2 separate regions of the Sus scrofa genome follow, and region 2 is linked to region 1. A link is a contact called in public HiChIP or PLAC-seq data. All regions are on one chromosome and are shown on one strand. Each heading gives the region's core, a stretch centred on a gene start, on an enhancer-like site or on the middle of the called end of the contact. The rest is flanking DNA. Distances are from core to core; before and after follow the strand shown. Region 1 holds the start of CNOT8 (CCR4-NOT transcription complex subunit 8). Region 2 holds the start of FAM114A2 (protein FAM114A2).

What was found. HiChIP or PLAC-seq counts read pairs in DNA pulled down with a chosen protein or histone mark.
Region 2: a contact with region 1 is called in an H3K27ac HiChIP or PLAC-seq map of alveolar macrophages. The contact joins the promoter of FAM114A2 here to the promoter of CNOT8 in region 1. A contact is called at or near these places in 1 of 5 promoter capture datasets (liver) and 1 of 2 datasets of contacts at active chromatin or transcription factors (alveolar macrophages).

The regions. Positions count from the first base shown.
Region 1 is chr16:68,348,565-68,355,397 of Sscrofa11.1, reverse strand. It overlaps CNOT8 (CCR4-NOT transcription complex subunit 8), which reads left to right and starts at 3,378. Exons shown (of 7, transcript XM_013984900.2): 1 at 3,378-3,499.
Region 2 is chr16:69,119,452-69,125,656 of Sscrofa11.1, reverse strand. It overlaps FAM114A2 (protein FAM114A2), which reads right to left and starts at 4,142. Exons shown (of 14, transcript XM_013984903.2): 1 at 4,052-4,142; 2 at 137-381. The coding sequence starts at 367. MFAP3 (microfibril-associated glycoprotein 3) reads left to right here and starts at 4,104. Exons shown (of 4, transcript XR_001301941.2): 1 at 4,104-4,185.

The DNA of each region.
Region 1 (6,833 bases), core at 2,129-4,628:
TTGGATCAGCTCATTCCTGTGAGTAAAATCCTTCTGGATTTCCTGGTGGACTTTGAACAGAGTGCAGTTTAAAGTCTCCAAGCCCTTGACTCACCTGGCCTCTGCTTTCCTCTCCAGCCTCCTCTGGAGCCACACTGCCTTTGCTCCACCTCTCTGCAGCCACCCTGCCCTCCTTTCACTGCCTCTAACACACACATTCTAATCCTCTGCCTGATCTTAATCTACTGCTCCCAAATCCTCATGCCTGCTTCTTTCTGGCTGTGTCCTTCTTATCCCTTTTCATCTCTGCCTAACTGCCACCTTCTCAGAGAGGCCTTCTTTGACCTTTAAGTAACTGCCCAGATCGTCCCTCAATCCAGTTATTGTCTGTGATTTTTACCTCATTAATTTCCATCATGAGAGCTCTCAAAATTTCCCATTATCCTTTTATTTCTTACCTGAATGCTGGCTCACTTGCTGTATTGCCAGCCCCGCCACCACAGGTGCAGCACACCAGACCAGGAACCATGCCTGTTTCATTCAGCAGTGCATCTGCCAGGACCAACATGGCACCCTGCTCACAGCAAATGGATCACAGACACAGCTGACGGGATGAACATCTAATCCAATCCCGGACTGGGAATCAGAAGACTCAAATCCTGGTCCTATCTTTGGGAACCAAGTGACCCTCAATTATTATTATTATTACTATTATTGTATTTTCTAGGGCCACACCCATGGCATATGGAGGTTCCCAGGATAGGGGTCTAATTGGAGCTGTAGCTGTGGGCCTAGGCCACAGCCACTGCAACACATGATCAGAGCCACGTCTGTGACCTACACCACAGCTCATGGCAATGCCGGATCCTTAACCCATTGAGCAAGGCCAGGGATCGAACCCACAACCTCATGGTTCCTAGTCAGATTTGTTAACCACTGAGCCACAATGGGAACTCCGAATTATTTACTTACTGTGAAATTAGGGGAATATATTAGTTAGAACATTTTTTATTTTTATTTTTTTTGCTTTTTGGCACCGCACCTACAACATATGGAAGTTCCTAGGCCAGGGGTTGAATTGGAGCTACAGCTGCTGGCCCAAACGACATGCACAGGAACTTGGGATTTGAACCCCATCTGTGAACTACACCACAGCCCATGGCAGTGCTGGATCCTTAACCCATCAAGTGAGGCCAGGGATTGAACCTGCAACCTCATGGATCCTAGTTGGGTTCGTTAACCGCTGAGCTACGAAGGAAACTCCTAGTTAGATCATCTTGATGAAACTCTTCAGCTTTGGAAGTCAGTTTTATGATTATTATTGGTAGATTTTGAAATGTTATTTTAGTAGACTCTAGGGGAGAAGGAAAATTAAATGAGTTACAAATAAAATAATAGGATATCTATTTCTGGATTTTAAAAAGTGAACTTTTGATTTTAAAAAATGAACTCTGATCTTTTTCTTTCTTTTTTTTGGTCTTTTTAGGGCTGAACATGAGGCATGTGGAGGTTCCCAGGCTAGGGGTCCAATCGGTGCTATAGCTGCTGGCCTACGCCAGAGCCACAGCAGCACAGCATCCAAGCCTTGCTGCAACCTGTACCACAGCTCAAGGCAACGCCAGATCCTTAACCGCTGAGCAAAACTAGGGATCGAATCCGCGTCCTCATGGGTGCTAGTTGGGTTTGTTAACTGCTGAGCCACGACGGGAACTCCCTGAACTCTGTCAGAGATCAAAAGTTTTTTCAGATTGTAATCAGAAGACCGAAATAATACTTAAATGCTTAGTCATGGAACATGATCTCTGCTTTATATTTACGAGAAGTTTGACGCTCTGTTGATAATTTTTAAGTCAGAAGGTTTTTCTGTAACACAGGAAAAGTGGGGACAACATATTTCAAAAGCTGGAAGTTAATTCCACCAATGCCAAGGAAAAAAGCCAGCTGGGTGCACTCTTCAGTTGAATGTAAAGATATATATATGATCTGATAAAAAAACAACATTAAATAAGGCGACTGACCCTGGCTAAGCTTGAGGCCAAGGGCACTGTAACAATGGTATTACTCAATTGATAGGCATCTAGGTATGTCAGCATTACTCTAAGGAATGTAAAGAAGTTTGAGGGGAGCGTTCCTGTCCTGGCTCAGCGGAAACAAAACTGAATAGCATCCATGAAGATGCAGGTTCGATCCCTCGCCTTGCTCAGTGGGTTAAAGATCTAGCGTTGCCAGGAGTTGTGGTATAGGTCGCAGGTGTGGCTCAGATCCTGCGTGGCTATGGCTGTGGTGTAGGCCAGCAACTACAGCTCTAATCTGACTCCTAGCCTGGGAAACTCCATATGCCAAGGGTGTGGCCAAAAAGAAAAAAAAAAAAAAAAGAATTTTGAGGGAGTTCTTGTTGTGGCTCAGCAATAACGAACCTGACTGGTATCCATGAGGTTGCAGGTTTGATCCCTGACCCTGCTCAGCTGGGTAAGGATCCAGTGTTGCTGTGAGCTGTCATGTAGGTCTCAGACTCAGCTCAGATCCTGAGTTGCTGTGGCTCTGGTGTAGGAAAAGAATATAGTTCCCACTTCCATATGCCAAAGATGCGGCTCTAAAAAGCAGAAAGAAAAAAAGAGTTTTGAAACTTGGGCTCATGGAGTGAGTGGTATTATATGCCTGGAGGCATTTACCTTCTGCCCCACTTTCAAAATATTTCAAACACAAATATGTATTTTAGCTTTTCCTACACATTTCCTAGCTTAAGAAATGTACCTTGTTAGATTTACTTAGAATTGGTAATAATAGAAAGGTTTGTCTAGCTAAGGATATCAGCCTGCCTGGTTCTTACAGAGACCCATTTTGCAACCAATGTTTCTGTTTTTTTATACCTATACTCCCCCAGCTGAGAAGATGTGTTCAAGCCTTACTTTCCATAGTCTGTAGTTCAAAAACAATCGTTTTGGAAGTTCCCTTGTGGCGCAGCAGGTTGAGTTAAGGATCCAGTGTCGCTGCATTTCCCTTAAAATGTGAAATTATATTATTGACTATGTTCTTTTCCACCTACCCTTTGATTCCTTTGGTGCTTCTCCCTGCCATCAGCGGTTTACACAATTGTTCCAGTTTTGCAATAGCCTAAGTGCAACATAAAATCCGTTGTTCCACAAATACTCCAAGTTCTCTGGAAATACAAGCGATCAGTGTGTTCATTTTACCTTTACCTTCAGTAACCTGAGAAATGAACACAGTTCTGGGAGAGGGGGTATTGTGGGGTAGGAGATGGAGTGTGTTTCCTGTTTGATTGTTTCAGCAGACACCAGGACCAGTGCTGCAGGAAAAAACAAGCTGTTCCTCACATGACTAGATCCCCAGAGGGCTATCCTCTCCTGAAAGTAATTACAAGTGTATGAAAGGACATTAGAAACTCACAGGACGGGGGAAAGGAGCGTCTTGCCTGCTTTCTCGGCACAGTATTGCTGAACAGAATGATTAAGTCTGCAGCACTAACACAGACTGGATATCTCACGGATGACAAACTGAGGCAGGCCAGAAACACTTCTTTTTTCTTTTCTTTTTTTGTCTTTTTGCCTTTTCTAGGGCCGCACCTGAGGCATATGGAGGTTCCCAGGCTAGGGGTCCAATCGGAGCTATAGCTGCTGGCCTACACCAGAGCCACAGCAACGCCGGATCTGAGCGGCGTCTGCAACCTACCCCACAGCTCACGGCAACGCTGGATCCTTAACCCACTGAGCAAGGCCAGGGATCGAACCCGCAACCTCATGGTTCGTTAACCAGTGAGCTGCGAAGGGAACGCCTAGGAACATTTCTTGGTTGAATACACTTATATATCTTCCTTAGTGCGGTGTGGTTTTCCTATGTATTAACACAGACATTGTGTGAGATTGTTACTCATATCTCTATGTTATGGGAGAAGGAAACAGACTCATCAGGAGGGGAGAAGAGGAGGCGTGTTCAGAAGGTGCATTTGATGGGTTGGGAGTGCACTTTCCTGGAGACTAGCCTTTGGGACTCTAGGTTAGAATTGCCGATGAAGGCTTGCCCTGCCTCCAGCCTGGGAAACGGATGTGGGGTTTTAGAGATTGCTTTTAGGAGGTAATGTTTAAACGTAGAAAGGCGCAGTGATTCGGGGGTGAATTTGAAATCCACTTATCAGCAGCCCCCTTCGAGTGGAGGCATCTAGGAGTGTAACTAGAGCCATGCTCTGCGGAGTCTGCTGCACCGTCCCTCAGGGATAGAGTGGAGTTTCTGAGCCGGTGACTGAGGGCGGCCTGGAATTGTCAGCTGTGTGCGGGAAACCAGCGCTTTGTCTTCTCTCCCACAGCTGGAGAACGCGAGGCAGCGCTGAACCTTCCCCGCCTGGTCAAATACTGCCAAGGACAGGTGTTGGCAAAGAGCTCTCTTCTCAAATAGGATTCACAGTGAATCGGAGGGAAGGTGGGGGCTAAAAGGATACTGCTAAGCGAGGCCGGGGCACCACTGCTCTCGTATGGAGGATCCCACGAGCTCGCCTAGCGTCCGCCAGGTCTCGGAGGTTCTCCGAAAGCGGGAGGGCGGCAGCGCTGGCCCAGTGCCTCCCCCACCGGGCAGCGTCTTCTTTGTTACCCGAGCAAACCCCAGCGGGCTGGCTGCTATGGTAATGCTGGCTGCCCAAACCGGCGAGGGTGGGAGGAGGGAGGCGGGCCTCGGCGGACGTCACCCAGACTCGGTTTGGGGGTGCTGGCCCACCCACAAACAATTGTTTGCCGGAAAGGAAGCTTAAGGCAGAAGTTTTGTAAGTGGGGCCGCGTTAGTACAGAAGGAAGGGGGTCAGGAGCTCCCCCAGCGATCCTGCCCCCAACTTCGCTCCCGGCAACGATTTTAACGGTCTTTCAAAGAAGGGAGGAAGGGACTTTGGTAATTTAGGGTATTTGGTCAGACGGGCCACACCCTTTGCTCTAGCAAGGCACGCCCCCCGCGGGGATGGGCTAGTTCTAGACCACGCCCCTTCCCGAGCGCGCGGAAGGGGAACCGACATGGAGGGGCGGTCCTCAAACTGAACTGAACCGACGCAACTAATCGCGCGTAGGCTTGGGGTGGGTGGAGGCAAGGTTCCGAAGGCCTCCTCCGAGGTTGCCCCGCCCCGCCTTTTTCGCGACTCGCTCTTGGTTTTGCGCCTGCGCGTCGCTCTCGCGAGCTCTCGCGCTGAGCGAACACGGACAGAGTCTCCGGGGGCGCGCAGAAGGGGAGGGGCGGAGAGGGTCAGGCGCGCGCGTTTGCTGTGACGCGAAGAGAGCAGGCGAGTCGGGCGGATCGGATGGATAGAGTGGTACGACCAGATTGTTTGGTGGGTGGTGCGTAAGGTCGCTCTGGGCACGAGGGCGCCCATCTCACTAGGCCGCTTGGTTCTAGGAGCGGATCCCGGGCAGGGTGAGAAGAACGTCGGGTCGGGGCAGCTGCTACAGCTCCCGGGGAGTCTGCCCCGCAGCCCGTCTGCCCGCGCTTCGCGGGCCCTGCGGGTCAGGGTAAGCGAGCCCGCGCTAATCAGAGAGGAGTGTGGGATGAGAGTGTGTGGGAGGCTTTAAGGGCCTGCGGGAGGAAGAGGAGTGTGAGTATGCGTGAGGGACTGGGTGTGTGAAAACAAAAAGAGGCCCATCGAATAATAGCCGTAATAACTACCACTGCCACACGGTAATATTCTAGTGATGTGTGCCCGGACTTTACAAAGCACCTTGTATGTTTCATTCTGTTAACCTCTACTGCAATCCTCCAAGATGTTTACCGTCATTAAACCCATTTTACAAGAAGGGAAAACTGAGGCACGAGAGAGGCTAAGTAACTTATGCAAAGCCAAACACAGCTAGTCCATGTCCTGATTTCGAATTTAGGTCTGTCTCAAAAAAAAAGGGGGTAGTTAAAAGGAGGTGGAGAGGGCTGAGGGTGGTTTTAAGTGGAAGAGTCATCCGGAAAGAGAATCGAAGATAACGGGAGACGGTGGGAGGGAGAGGACCAGAGTTTGGAACCTTGCGGGCCGCCTCCTTCCTCCTGGTTCTTGCACAAGTTTTCCTTTTCTTTGGCTTCGTGACCCAGAGCTCTTGGCTCTGTAGGAGCCAGCTCACAGGCCTGGGCCACATGAGTGGTTTTAAGAACTGGTTGAACTGCGGTTCCGTCCAGGGTGGTGTCTTGGGACACTGTTTGGCTGGGGCTCCTGGGGGCCGGGGAGGGGAGGATGGCGGCCCCCGCGGCGGCGTATGGAGTTGTACCCTCTTCTGAGCGGCTGCCATTTCTTCTAAAGCGCTGCTACTTCCTTTTCCATTTTATCTCTGCGCGGCAAAGCCTTTGTCCGCTCCTCTAGAATGGGGAAGTGAGTATGTTTATTTCCTTGCACACTTAAACAAACAAAACCAGAAAACCAAAACATTCTCTTCCTAAGCAAAGTCTCGTACTCCGGATGGGTTGCAGAGAAAGCTTTGGGGGACTTTAGCTGCTCTTCAGGGCTTTCCTGGGTCAGTAAGCTTTATTTTGGAAAAGTTTACAATGCAGATCATTATTGGAGGGGGTGGCTATCTGCACAGTTCTGTCTACAGATCAGCATGGGGCAGGGACGTCAGTAACTGCTGTGTGACTTTTCCTTCTGGTACTGGGTAACAACAACAGGTATCCGGGTTTGCATTTTGCTTTCATGTAGAGTGGAGTAGCTCGAGTGGGAGTCGAGTTTTAAAGTTAACCTGCAGGGCCAACGTTGCTTGCAACCAGAATTATCCTTTAGAATTCATTAGGAAGGGGAGAATTGGAGATGGCCGTGTTTCAGTAAATCCAGTACTGTCCTTATTCCTTCAGTTTTGAAACTCGTTACTGTTTCTTAGGTTGTAACCCAG
Region 2 (6,205 bases), core at 2,893-5,392, 770 kb before region 1:
TGATTAGATATAGTTCCCTGTGGTATACAGCAGGATCTCATTGCTTACCCATTCCAAATGCAATAGTTTGCATCTACTTAATATTTCTTTTTAACCCTAATATTTTTTTAATCTCAATTTTTAATAGATACTCTACTTTGCCTGCAGCCTCTGATGCCTGAACAGGGAGAACTTCTGAAGTCTCAAGGTCACTGGAATGTTTGAACTCTGGTCTTTTCCGAGTAGAAACTACAGGTTCTGATTTACTCTCTGGCTTGGCACTTAGATCAAGAGACCCAGAATTCTTGGCTGGCTCACAGTTCTCATCTTCAAGGATGGGGGCTGCTTCAGTTACCACTGGAGTCTCAATGTCATCTTTATCCGACATGATTAGATCATTGCCTGGTAAAATAAAAGTCCCCCCCAATTAATTATACAAGCTTTTTTTGACATAAGTTATTTGTTTAAACTTTTGAGATAACTGATTCACACAAGGTTAAGAAATAATACAGAAAGGTCTAACAAATCCTTCAGTCAGTTCCCCCACAGTAGAAGTTTGTGCATCTATAGCATATCACAACCAGGATGCTGAAAGATACAATCCACCAGCTTTATTCAGATTTCACTAGTTTTACACGGACTCATTTGTGCACTTGTAATTAGTTCTATAAAACTTTATCACATGCACAGATTTATGTGACCATTACCACAATCAGGACACAGAAAAATTCGATTACAAGAATCCTTCTGTTATTATTCCTTTTTAGCCATGTCCCACCCTCCTTCTAACACACAGCAACTACTGATATTCTCTATCTCATACTTTTGTCATTTAAAGATGTTGTATAAATGCAGTCACAGAATTTGTAGCCTTTTGAGATTGCCTTTTTTCACTCAGCATTAAGTCCCTCAAGATCCATTAAGTTGTTGTATTAGTAGTTTCTCCCTTTTTATTGCTGAGTAATGTTCCCTGGTATGATCTATCAGTTGTTTAACCATTTACCTATTGAAAGATGTCTAGGCCAGTCCCTGTTTAGGGCAATTACAAATAAAATGGCTATGAATATTCATATACTGGTTTTTATAGGAATATAAGCTTTCATTTCCCTGGAATAAATGACCAGAGTGCAATCGATAGCACTTGTTTAGTTTTATAAGAAGTTGCCATAGTCTTTTCCAGAACAGCTAAACCATTTTACATTCCCAACAGCAATGTAGGAGTGATCAAATTCTCTTCATTCTCATTAGCATTTGCTGGTGTTATTTTTTATTTGAACTATTCTGGTAGGTGTGTTATGATATCTAACTATGGCTTTGAGCTTTAAGTTGCATGTCTTTAATGGCTAATGATACTGAACATTTTTTATATGCTTATGTGCCATCTATATACCCTCTTCAGTGAAAGAATATTTGATCTTTTGCTCATTTTCTAATAGGATTTTTTTTTTTTACTGTTGAGTTTTGAGAGCTCTTTTTATATTCTAGATTCAAGTCCTTTGTCAGATAAGTGATTTGTTTATAGCTTATCTTTTCATCCTTTTCTTAAAGATGCGCAAAAGTTCTTAATTTCAGTGAATCCAATTTATCAACTTTTCCTGACATCTTTTTAAAAATCTTATTAATCTTGAATCATTCCTACCTCAATTATTTTACAGAGATTATGAAATCTAAGCTATCAGAATAGGATTTACATCAGTTTTGTTTTGTTTTTTTTAATGGCCGCACCTGTGGCATATGGACATTCTCAAGCCATGGACTGAAACCAAACCACACCTGTGCCCTACACAGCAGCTGTGCCAGACCCTTTTAACCCACCACACCAGGTAGGGATCAAATTTGCACCTCCTCAGCAACCTGAGCCTCTGCAGCCAGATTCCTAACCCACTGTGTCATAGCTGGGAACTCCCAGAGCAGCTTTTAAAAAGCAATGGTAACCAATTTAATTCCTTCCAGAAGCTCAGCTCTTTGGCAATTAAAGCCAAATAATGTTGGACTTTTTACAAAGAGCAGGTGCTGGTTTCCAGATAACCAAATATTACCAGGGGAGAAATAAATGTATCTCAGACATACATACACACACACAGACCTTGGATATAAACAAGCACATTATTTTGTTCCAATATTTATGTAATAAAGTATATAATTAGACCCAATGCATCAGTGTCATCAAAATGTTTCTAATATACTAAAAAGACATATTAGTAACTAACTGGAAGTAGCACTATAATTGAGGTACACCCAAACTGTTAAAAGAACAGAGAGCAAGGAAAAGTATGCCAGGATCAAAAGAGAACATCCATGGATTTTTCATATCTGAAAAAAAGCACAAAATAGTGACCACAAACTGGGATTGTGAGTCCCAAATCAGGCATACAGATGTTTTCATTTCGCCTGCATAGTGTTTAGACTTTTTTTATTTTATTTTTTTGGTCTTTTTGTCTTTTTAGGGACGAACCAGTAGCATATGGAGGTTCCCAGGCTAGGGGTCGAATCGGAGCTACAGCTGCTAGCCACAGCCACAGCAACACAGGCTCCAAGCTGCATCTGCAAACTACACCTCAGGTCATGGCAACGCCAGATCCTTAACCCACTATGCAAAGCCAAGGATCGAACCTGCATCCTCGTGGATACTAGCCAGATTCATTTCCACTGAGCCACAACGGGAACTCCTAAATTTTTTTTAATACTAACTGCTAACATTTAAAAATGAAACTTTGTATACAAATAGATATTTCTAACTTACACTGTAAAACTGAAAGATCTGCCAACAACCGGCCCACATCTGACTTACTGACTAGCTCATGCCAAATAGTTGCTGATATCTTTTAGATAGGGTAGTGCTCTCTAGTTCCTCATAATCGGCACCCAAATCCACCTGACTCATTTAGGTTACCTGATTACCCCCCATGGGCATCTGAACATGCAACACCTGCCTTAAAAGGGCACTTAGGATTTTGACAGATGAAGATGTCAGTGAGAGAATTCAAGGGTGTGGAAACAACACATAAGGAAAGCTCAAAGGTCTGGTATGACAACGTGGAATACAGACAGATGCCAAGAGTAGTTAATACAGCAGGAAAAATAATGGGAAAGCATAAGGAAGAAAAGCAGATTTATATAACATCATGGATCCTAGTTATCAAACCATACATCGTATACATACATTATACATTTTCAAAACACATAGGAAAAAAATAATCTGGACACAACTACTTACAGACATACAAAACAACTCTGAAATATTCATTCATTTACTTGCAAACATTTTTTGAGTACCTGTTATATGCCAAGCTCTGGAGACTGAAAGCTAATTTTAAACAATTTCTGCCCCATTTATTCCAGAGGCCTAATAGGAAAGACTACACAGTGCTTGCACAAAATTCAATCCACTTCTTGTGTAGCTGAGTAAATACACACTTTTAAAAAGTTACCTTTTGGCTCTCCTTACACTCTCCAAGCTACAACACATAACAAGAAACCATATAGAGAATACGTTATATATAATAAATAACATAAAGGGCTCTGTGGTTAGGCTGACTTTCTCCCAACTCTGTACTGCACTGACTCGGGAAAGTTCGTTCACCTATCTGCGCCTCTCGTGTTCTTATCTGTAAAATGGTGCGAGTAATACCACTTGCCAAGGCTCCGAGAAAGACGAAACTGAATGTGTGAGGGGTTCGGAACAGAGCCTGGCACAAAAACGCTCACGGGTAACAGCCGCCGTTAGTACGTGGTGGTTGTGCGGATCATTACTATCGTTATTAACCACGATTTGTCTCTAGACGAACAAAATTCGCTCTGCCTTCTTCCCAATTACAAGAACAGGTGCCAAACGGAGATCTAGAGTAAAGCTCCGCTCCTAACTTCTCCGACTTAAGAATTCCTGACGAGAACTCCCCACACAAGCGTTGCGCTTCAATAACCAAGGCGCTTCCGCAGCCTCAGCGCCCACCGCGAGGCGCCCGCCTCCCAGCCCCAGGCCTCTCCCTCCCCTTCTCCGGCGACCCCTGAACCCCACACTCCGCCAGCCTCCTCCCGCGAAGCCCCACACGCAACCCGCCGCTTCCCTCACCGTTGCCACAGCTGCCGAGGGGCCGCTCCTAGTGCCCCGGAAGTCCTCCTTCAGTGAGGAGACGGCCTCGCCTACCCGAGAGAACTTCCGGGTCAAGCAGCCTCTCGGGCCGGAAGAAGCTCCGCACCCGTCTGGTGAGTGAGGGCTCGTTCGGGGTCACTGCTGGGGAGCTCCTGGGCGTGCCGAGGCGTGGGTTTGAACCTATGGGACGGGGTACGACGTGAAGGATGCTGGGGTATCGCTGCCCTTTTTAAGCCTGGCCTACAAGCGTTCGGCCATCGTATGTTTACTGAGTTCCTCTTCAGGCACCACTCTGGACGCTTGTGATACCCTGGTTTACGAGCGACTATAGCCTTGCTCGCAAGTAGTTGACGTCCTAGTGGAGGAGGCCTTCCATAAGCAAGTCGGCAAACATGATTATCTAGGATGATAGTGAATGCTTTAAAGAAAATGAAACAGGATAAAGTGACGAAACGAAGCGAAGGAGTAAACCTAATGAAGATTTGCAGAAGAGTCTAAGAGGCAGAAGGAATAGCGAGTGCAAAGCCCGTATAGTGGAAACAAACTGAGCCAGGTCAAGGAAAAGGAAAAAGGCTACTGAGAGTGGAGCGAAAAGAGGAAGGTGAGACCGGAGACTTAAAGTGGCCAAATCTTGTAGGGTCTACGAACCAGCATAAGGATTTTGACTTTTTGGAAAGCAGTGGAAAAGCATTGAAGGTTTCTGTGCAGAAAAGTGACATGTTCAGATTTATGACTTTAAACCACTCCTGACCCCTCTTCAGAAAGATGTATTTCTTCAGTTGCCCTTGAGCAGGGAGAATGCATGAAACCCAAACTGACAGCCAGAACCTCACTGGGGGTGCCTTCATTATACAGATGTGAAAAACTGAGTCCCAGAGAGGTGAAAGGACCTGGCCTTTTAAGAACTCAAGTCTTCCAACTCGATTTAATGCTTTCAGAATTATCGTTTTAATGTCTGTATATAATAATTGTCACTTCCTAAAACCCTTTGGGTTGTTTGCTTTGCTTCCAATGGTGTCTTTTTAAATATAGGGCCATCATTATCACCTGGGAGCATGTTAAAAATACCTATTCCAAAAAACCCAAAAACATTAAGTATAAAGTAGGTGTTTTTCTCTGGTTTTCTATTGTAATGGAAAATGCATAGAATTGGGGGTTCAAGAGTTGAATCTCGGGAGTTCCCTTCATGGCTCAGCAGTTAATGAGCCTGACTAGGATCCGTGAGGATGTTGGTTAGATCCCTGGCTTCACTCAGTGGGTTAAGGATCCAGCATTGCCGTGAGCTGTGCTGTAGGTCACAGACGTAGCTCGGATTTCACGTGACTGTGGCTGTGGTGTAGGCTGGCAGCTATAGCTCTGATTTGAACCCTAGCCTGGGAACTTCCCTGTGCCGCTAGTGCCGCTCTAAAAAGCAAGGGGCAGGGGAGAAGAATTGAATCTCAGTAAGCCACTTTACTACGTCTTAACCTTATCTTTAAAATACTGCTGATAATATAGCAAAAAAAAGTTCAAACTTTTTGGTCTTAGGATTCTTTGACTCTTGTAAAATTTATTTAGAATGTCAAAGAGGTTTTGCATAGCTTCAGTCATCAGTATGCCATTTTAGATATCAAAACAACTTTCAAAAAAGTTATTAATGTATTTTAAATGATGAATGAATTACATGTTAACATAAGTAGCACTTCTATGAAGAATATTTTCCCGGAGTTCCCATCGTGGCACAGTGGTTAAGGAATCTGACCAGGAACCATGAGGTCTCGCGTTTCATCCCTGGCCTTGCTCAGTGGGTTAAGGATCCGGCGTTGCCGTGAGTTGTGGAGTAGGTCGTGTAGGTTAGCGTCTACAGCTCCAATTAGACCCCTAGCCTGGGAACCTCCATGTGCTGTGGGAAGCAGCCCTAGAAAAGGCAAAAAAAGAAAAAGAATATTTTCCCCAAAAAAGTTATTGACCAGAACAGCATTGTTTTACATTTTTACAAGTTTCTTTAATATCTGGCTTATTAGAACATAGTTAGATTCTCATGTCTCCTGCATTCATTCTCTTGTGATATTCATTATGTAGCCTCCAGAAACCTGCACCATATTGTGGAAGAGTGAAAAAGGCAAACAGTATTCTAGTTTTATTATGAAAATC